2 separate regions of the Mus musculus genome follow, and region 1 is linked to region 2. Evidence: chromatin contacts called from public ChIA-PET data. All regions are on one chromosome and are shown on one strand. The core of a region is the stretch at or near the end of the contact, and the rest is flanking DNA. Distances in the headings are between cores, read along the strand shown.

Evidence for each region. ChIA-PET counts read pairs in DNA pulled down with a chosen protein or histone mark.
Region 1: an RNA polymerase II ChIA-PET map of memory CD8 T cells shows a contact between it and region 2, with 42 read pairs. The contact joins two enhancer-like sites. A contact is called at or near these places in 1 of 39 promoter capture datasets (liver) and 2 of 115 datasets of contacts at active chromatin or transcription factors (memory CD8 T cells and pancreatic cancer cells).

Annotation. Positions count from the first base shown.
Region 1 is chr12:111,689,886-111,693,687 of GRCm38.p6, reverse strand. No RefSeq gene overlaps it. Among named protein-coding and RNA genes, the nearest start is that of Gm51961, 3.0 kb to the left of the region's middle. RefSeq lists an enhancer at 1-1,717. Within about 2 kb of position 1,932, at least 131 of the 459 cell types and tissues checked have an H3K27ac peak or open chromatin away from gene starts, as enhancers often do. A contact at or near this core is called in memory CD8 T cells, where this site is marked.
Region 2 is chr12:111,157,934-111,161,987 of GRCm38.p6, reverse strand. It overlaps 4930595D18Rik (RIKEN cDNA 4930595D18 gene), which reads left to right. Exons shown (of 4, transcript NR_130987.1): 3 at 129-229; 4 at 1,609-2,138. Among named protein-coding and RNA genes, the nearest start is that of Traf3, 6.4 kb to the left of the region's middle. Within about 2 kb of position 1,872, at least 153 of the 459 cell types and tissues checked have an H3K27ac peak or open chromatin away from gene starts, as enhancers often do. A contact at or near this core is called in memory CD8 T cells, where this site is marked.

The DNA.
Region 1 (3,802 bases), core at 683-3,182, 530 kb before region 2:
GGGCACTCGTGCAGCTATCTGTCCATCAGTACAAACAGGAAAACTCCAGGGGTACTTAGGGGGCGAGCCTGAGGTTATTGGGGCAACTTGTCTCCTGGCCAGAGTGGGCTCTTGGGCAGTGACCCAGAAACCAGAGCTCCGGCCCTGGAGCACTGACGCATACCTGTGGTGTGCGCATGTCTGAGTGGCAGGAGAGTCGGGCCTTTGGGGTTTCCTTGTGCAGTTCTCAAGGATCCCTAGGAGCACAATCGGGGAACTCCTGCGTTTACCCGTTTACCCGGAAGAGGACTCAGAGTTATATATGGGCCCAGCAGCCTAAAGCTGAGAGGAACTGCCATTTTCAACATCACTGCTTCTACACTGTCCACAGGCAAAACCTTCTCTGGGGCTTCACAGAAGACCCGGGCTAGGGGCCAGCTCAGGATGGCCACAACAACAGGGACAAGGAAGTAGCAAGAGCTGTTCACATATATCAGGGAAGGGGTGTCCCCCAGAATACACTTCAATGGATAGAGCCCGCCAGGCGCTACGGTACATGCATTGGGTGCCCATTACACCCCAGCCCCAGATGGAACATGCAGGCACTTTCTAAAGAGACAGGATGAGGGGGCGGGGGACTTTGAGACCTGATATCCCAGGGCAGAGCCTGGTAGCTCTGAGGGTGTGTGTTTTGTGGGCTGGGGCCTTGCAGGGTCTTGGTGGAGCTTCCATGGTAAAGGTCTGGTGACCAGACCTAGAAACTCAGAAACTGCCATAGGCAGGGATGACAGCCAGACAGCCACAGGATGAGGTGAGGCACAGACCATAACAGCGCCCTACACCTTTGTCTCAGGCAGGAGCCAGCAGGAGCCAGGAGTATTGGGGCTGCCTTGGTCTGGGCTTCTGGGCTCAGTCAGGTAGGGCTGTTGCTGAAATTCCTTCCCGAGGAGAGACTCAACATCGTCCCCTTCTCTTTCGGTCCTAATGACAGACAAATCACGCCACGACTCTGCCAAAGTTCACTCTAGGGAACCACGAAGTTTATCGGCTTCCTTACAGAACACGGGTGAGGGCCCCTTACAGGGATGTGAGCGCTCCTCTCCCAACAGGGTGTAACTGGAAAGCCTTTCCCAGCAGGAGCAAGGAGGCCCTCTCCCGCGTCCCTGATCTATATACTAAAGCCGCTCCTGAGGCCAATTAAGGCAGATGGCTACTCAGATAAGGGGCTCCTGATTCTCGCTGCCCTTCCAGGAGTAACAGTCAACAATCCCAGCTGGGGCAGTCATTTTGCAGGGTGCAGGGTGTGGCGGTTGCTTGTTTCTAAGGATAACCATGCACAGCCTGGCGTAGTGGCGTACGCCTTTAATCCCAGCACTCGGGAGGCAGAGGCAGGCAGATTTCTGAGTTTAAGGCCAGCCTGGTCTACAAAGTGAGTTCCAAGACAGCCAGATCTATACAGAGAAAACCTGTCTCAAAAAAACCCAAAACCAAACCAAACCAAAACAAAAAAAGGATAACCATGCACAACAGGGAGCCCCTGTGGAAGGCCTGATGGAGGCATGGGCCCACACACAGGTCAGATCCTGGACTCAGGGTGTCCTCCATGCTCCCCTCTCTGAGGGTGCAGACGCAGGAGTGCACGAGAAAGTCCAGAGTGGCTAGACACAAAGGCAGAAGTCGAGGTAGTGGGTAGGGCAAGTTGGTCACCCCCAGACAGGCTGCAAGAGTCCTGGTGAGGGGCTGGCCAGTGGCCACATTTAGCATTGAAGGGCCCACAGCCAGTTGCCTGATTTCCTGCAGAATCCATAGCAGAAGCAGGAAGGCAGGGACAAGGAGACACTGGTGCTCCATCTCCCTCCCCAAATGTCCGTCCCCTTCCTTGTTGCCTAGTGCCCTGAATGTCCACTGCTCCTGTAACTTAGCAACGAGCCTCTGTCGCCCCCACTGTCTCCACCCCACAGCTGGCCCTACCACCCACAATGGGTGCCTGCATTCCTCAGCAAGGCCAGGACCTCAGCAGGCCCAGGCTTTCTGAAGAAGCCAGATTGGGGGAGGATGCTTATTTACCCCGTGTGTGTGTGTGTGTGTGTGTGTGTGTGTGTGTGTGTGTGTGTGTGTGTGTGTGTGCTGTAGCTCAGAGTGGCCAGTGATCAGTGTGACAAGAGGCTGACCCAGCAGGCTGCCAGGCCCTTGCTTCCCACCAGGGGTTGGCTCCTTGCACAGTACTACTTCCTGTGGTAACTGCACACAGTCTTCAGAAATCTCACCACATTCCTGCTTCCCCGTGACCCCATTGACACCCTCACTCTGGGCAAACACAACACTGAAACAGGATGTGGCTGCATAGATGCCTTAAAGTGGGGTTGAGAGAGACTGCCAAGTGCCAAATTAGTCTGACAGGTACACGGGCTGGTCAGGATGCTCAGAGAAAGGCAGGGGATGGGAGAGTTCCCCAGTGCACAAATCAGAATGCAGAAAGTGGGCTTCTGGCAGGGCACAGCTCTTGCCTGCATTCAGTGCTCAGAGGCAGAGAAGACTGTAGGTTCCAGCCAGTCTAGTCTCCATAGGGAGCCCCCCCACATAAACACATTCTTTCAGGAGGGACAGACCAGACCTGAAGTTGGCAGATGGGCCACAGAGGTTCTAAGAGGGACCAGAGCCTCCAGCATTGACCAGAGAGGCCAATGTGGGTGAAGGGTAGCTCCAGGTCCCTTCTGCAGGCTCTACTCTGCAAGGCTAGGATGCTTTGATGTTTGATCCTGACTTACTTGGAGGAGAGGAAGATGGATGAACATGGTGACCTGTGCTGGGGACAGGGCCACCCCAAGCTTTGCTGTGGTCCCAGTGATGAAGGACTGGAGATCCTGGAGTTCACCAACTAGAGGGACTCCTGATGAGAGTGAGGCTTGGAGCAGGGATTGCTGGGAGTGATTACCACACAGGAGCCACAGGGGAGGGAAGCGCCTAAGGAGCTGCTCTTGCCTTCCCAGACCTGCCCAGCATCAGGTCAGGGCCTGGCTTGCTATGTCTCTACCAACCCCCATGTCACCCTGCACCCAGGTTATTCTGAGGCAACCCTCAGCCACTATATCCTCCCACAAACACCATAAGCACCCTGAGAAAGTTGGCTTTCAACACTCAGGAATCAATCTACTTCAGGTTGGGCAGCGGCGGTGGCAGCTGTGGCGCACACCTTTAATCCCAGCGATTAGGAGGCAGAGGCAAAACAAAACAAAACAATTAATTTCAAGTTTCCCGGTAGATGCCTTATGAAAGAAAGCACGTGGACACAACATGGTGGAGAATATTATTTGGGAGGCAGAGTCCTGAGGGTCTGAGATATACCAGACCCCTCTAGGTTTGACTTTTTTGAGACAAAGTTTTCTCCATGGCTATCCTGGAACTCTGTAGACTAGGCTGGCCTTGAATCCATCCGTGTCTGCCTCCTGGGTGCTGAGTTTAAAGGTGTGCACCAACACGTCTCTGGCTAAGGCTCTGTCTCAAAAACCCAAGCAAAAGACCAGCTGGTTTGTTCACCTTGGGACTATGAGGTCCTTGCATGGCAGAGCATGCAGGCTCTCTACAGGGTCCCCAGTGCCTTTGCAAGATGGAGCCAGCAGCAGATAGCAATCCTGAGAAGTGTCTGAGGGGCTCCAAGGTGCTTCTCTCCAGACTGAACGACCAAGCAGTTCTGAGTGACAACAGCCTCAGGAGCAATGGGTCTCTCATAAGTTAATAACTGCTTACTGTCTGGAGAAACACAGACTAGGAAAGCTCGTTTGAGGAATTCCAGGTCTTTCCACAGAGGCTGCCAGGCTTAAGC
Region 2 (4,054 bases), core at 623-3,122:
CTGCAGGTTATGGACCGGCCTTTGATTTCCCTCTGGTATGGGATGCCCTGCCGGTATCCACTGCCAAGATTAAATAACAGCTTGTAGTCCATTAAAATCAACTTACACTCTTTTCCTCCGTTCGATAGATACACACAGCAAACTGGAACAACAATGACACATTATCTAACTATGTCACAAGAAGTCAGCTCTGGAAACTGCGGGGCAGAGGAGCTGCAGACAGACACAGGTATGGCCCAGCATCTAGAGCCTTCAGGAAGGAGGCAAATTCTTCTTGACAGGACTGTGCATCTAGAACTCATCTCTACACTGGAAGCCCTTAGGCCCTTCCTATAAGCCAGGGGAGAGGGGATGAAGCTGTTCTTTGATAGCTGACCTGGTGGGCGTCTGAAACCCACAGTAGATACCTGATGGCAGACCTCGCCTACCTACGTTGTGTGATGTCTTCTGTTCTGTTTTGGTTTGGGTGCTGAGATCAAACCCAAGGTTTTGTGCATGCCAGATATGCATGTTGTGTTTTTAGTTTAGACTCCAAGTGCCATGGAGACCTCTGTGCCAGCTTAAAAAAGGAGTCTACCTCAGAGCTATAGGAGAAAGAACCCATAGCTCGGGATCTGAGAGTCCTGAACACAGGGCCCATGAGCCAAACAATCCCGCCACGGCCCTCGGCTGGGTGGCCTTCACCTTCAGTGGCCACAGTGGTCAGCTTGGCTGCGAGCCCTCCCCCCACCCCCCGCCCCGACCATCCGGCAGGACCCAGGCTGGCTGGCATCTCAGAACCTTTCCCCCAGGTTGCACCTCTGACTCAGTGGCTTCATGCCTTCGGCATGTGGCATGTGTTATAGCACACACGTGGAGGTCATAGGACAGCTTTCGAGAATCGGCTCTTGCTTTGGACCTTGTTGAGGAAGGTTCGTATGATGCTGCCTTTGCCTGGTATACTCCAGGAGAGTATGGCATATGCCAGTGTCCACGTGCTTCTTCCTCCTGCCTCCCATCGTGCCAAGGGGTGCTGGGATGGGATTACAACATTTGGCTTGGTGGGTCTCTGACATCCACAAGTACCTTTCCTGGCTGCCCCTACCAAGCTGAATCTGACCTTGCTCTCCTGATCCTTCAACTTGAGTGCTGGGATTACAGGTCTTTGCAAAGACCAGGTTTCTCTAGCTAAAGCCTCCCAGAACATTTCAGTGAAGTGTTTTCTTTAAAAGGCAGACATAGCCAGTGGTTTTATAAAAATAACACACGCCTTTAATCCTCAGAAGGTAGAGGCAGGCTGATTTCCGAGTTCCAAGCCAGCCTGGTCTACAGATGGAGTTCTAGGACAGCCAGAACTACACAAAGAAACCCTGCCAGGAGAGAGAGAGAGAGAGAGAGAGAGAGAGAGAGAGGATTTTTGTCAACTGGACACAGCTTAGACACACCTGGGCAAAGGCAGTCTCAGTTGAGGAATTGCCTCCATCAGACTGGCCTGTGAGCATGGCTCTGAGGTATTTTCTTGACTCCTGATGACATGGGGAGGGGGGGATACAGCCCCCTAAGGGTTGCTGGACAAGCCAGTAAGTCAGCAGTATTCTTCCACAGTCTCTGCTTCACTCCTGCTTCTAGGTTCCCACCTTGAGCTCCCGTCCTGATGTCCCTCAGCTGTGATGGGAACGTGGAAGCTAAATAAGCCGTCTCCTCTCCCACGTGGTTTCCGTCTGGGCTCTAATGCAGTGACAGAGAAGCAAATTAAGAATGGAACAGAAGAATTCTAGAGCAGGACTGAGAAAGCAGAAGTTAGCTCATGAGTAACTGTGAGATCTTAGGAAGGCACTTGATCTCCGGGGCCCGGGTTTCCCCTCTTGCACAGCGGAAATATGCCGGTGAGCCCCACCCTGCCCCTTGGGAGCTGTGAGGGGAAGCCCTCTCTGGTAAGGACCCTGCAGCCACCATGCCACAGGCCTGCACTGGGGACACTTAGAATCTAAACAGTGCCCTGTTACTTCAGAAGGGACCAGCCTGGCTTCCCTAGGTGGGAAGGATGGTGGTAACTCAAGGCCAGCAGGATCGGTTGATGTAAACAAAAATTACAGCTGCCTTGAAATGTCAGAGGCAGCCCTGGGGTGTGGCATGAGCTTTCTCACCCTTTGCCCTGCTAAGCTGACTGATCTGTGTCATCTGTTCACTCAAGAGCACCTTCTGAAGAACTTCTGCCCCACAGGCCTCAGCTCAGCCACAGGAAGGCGTCCCAAATGTCCCAGCCCCTCACCATCCACACGATGTTTTCCAAACTGTCCAAAGGCCATCAGTTAAGTGGGTGTGACCAGCATCTTTAGAAGGAGGAGGAGAAAGAGAAGAAATAGGGGGAGGAGGAGGAGGAGGGGGGGAGGAGGAGGAGGAGGAGGAAGAGGGGGAGGAGGAGGGGGAGGAGAAGGAGGAGGGGGAGGAGGAGGAGGAGGAGGGGGAGGAGGAGGAGGAAGAGAAGGAGGAGGAGGAAGAGGAGGAGGAGGAGAAGGAGGGGGAGGAGGAGGAGAAGGAGGAGGAGGAGAAGGAAGAAGAGGAAGAGGAGGAGGAGGAAGAGAAGGAGGAGGAGGAGGAGGAGGAGGGGGAGGAGGGGGAGGAGGAGGAGGAGGGGGGGGGGAGGAGGAGGGGGAGGAGGAGGAGGGGGAGGAGGAGGAGGAGGGTGAACTCCAGGAAGAACCTCCAGCTTTGCTTCAGCATGATATACATGGGTATGTTTAAGCATCCAGAGATGCAGCTCTCACTGTGGGTCCTAATGAAGAAGCCTGCAGGCCACCAGACTGTACATAAAACCCAACTGTCATGGGAATGAGGTCTATGAAATCATATAGTTTAAAAGCTCACACCTGGGCCAGTTAGTGGTGGCACACGTTTCTAATCCCAGGACTCAGAAGGCAGAGGCAAGCAGATCTCTGTGAGTTCGAGGCCAACCTGGTCTACAGAGCAAATTCCAGGACAGCAAAGGATATACAGGAAAAACCCTGTCTCAAAAGCAAACAAAAAACCCACACCTGCTGATGGTTCTTCCACAAGCACTGCAAAGTGGAAGGTCATTGGCCCTGAACTGACACACAGGTAGGAAGTTGGGAAGTTTGTCACATTCAAAATTAAATGAAAGAGCCAGGGATATATATGGCTCAGAGGTTAAAGGCACTTGTCACTAATTTAACAATTCTGAAGATCTACATAGTTCCCCTGAATTCAATCTCCTCTACATCATATGTGGTATGTATACACACACACACACACACACACACACACACAAATGTAATTTTAAAAAATGACAGTGGCCAGGAGAAGGTTCAGTCAGGAAAGTGCTTTTAATCAAGCATGAGGGCTTGAGTTTGGATGCCCAGTGCCGCCGACACTGTCAGGGGCAGCAGTACAAGCCTGATATCCCAGACAGAGGAGGCTCCCTGGGGGTCCCCTGGGGGCTCCCTGGGAGCTCCCTGGCCTGCCAGTCTAGCCAAATGAGCAAGCTTTGGGTTCAGAAGGGGAGATTATCTCAATAAGATGGAAAATAGTTGAGGAAGATACCCAATGTTGATCCCTGTCCCCACATGTGCATGTTCATGGAAATACACATGTGCCACACATCGAAAAAAAAAACAGAGGAAAGAAAATACCTAATGAGACAGAGGACCTAGGGTCCATTTCACTGTTGTCTCCAGAAAGCCAAGGTCTTGAAAGCCTGGAGCAGGAGGCCATTGTCACCATTCATGGTGGAACGTCCTGGGTGCCCTCAGAATAGCTGGTTAAGTGGACTGTATGTGACAAAGCCAGTGGGTGGAAGAGGGAGTCGCCCACCCACACCAAAGTTCTAATCAGGCTGCACAGCAGAGCCCTTCCATCAGGAGACTCTGCCCAGGCTGGGCTCTGAGACAGTACTAGTCACTTGAGTGGATATGGCCAGCATGGGTGCTCCTGGAGTTTCCTTGAGAATAGTAGGTCAGTCCATGTTCTATTGCAAAGAACACACCATAGATTATAGAAGGTTTAACATAAAGAGGTTTATTCTGGATCCCCACTCTGGAGGTGTGAGGATGAAAGG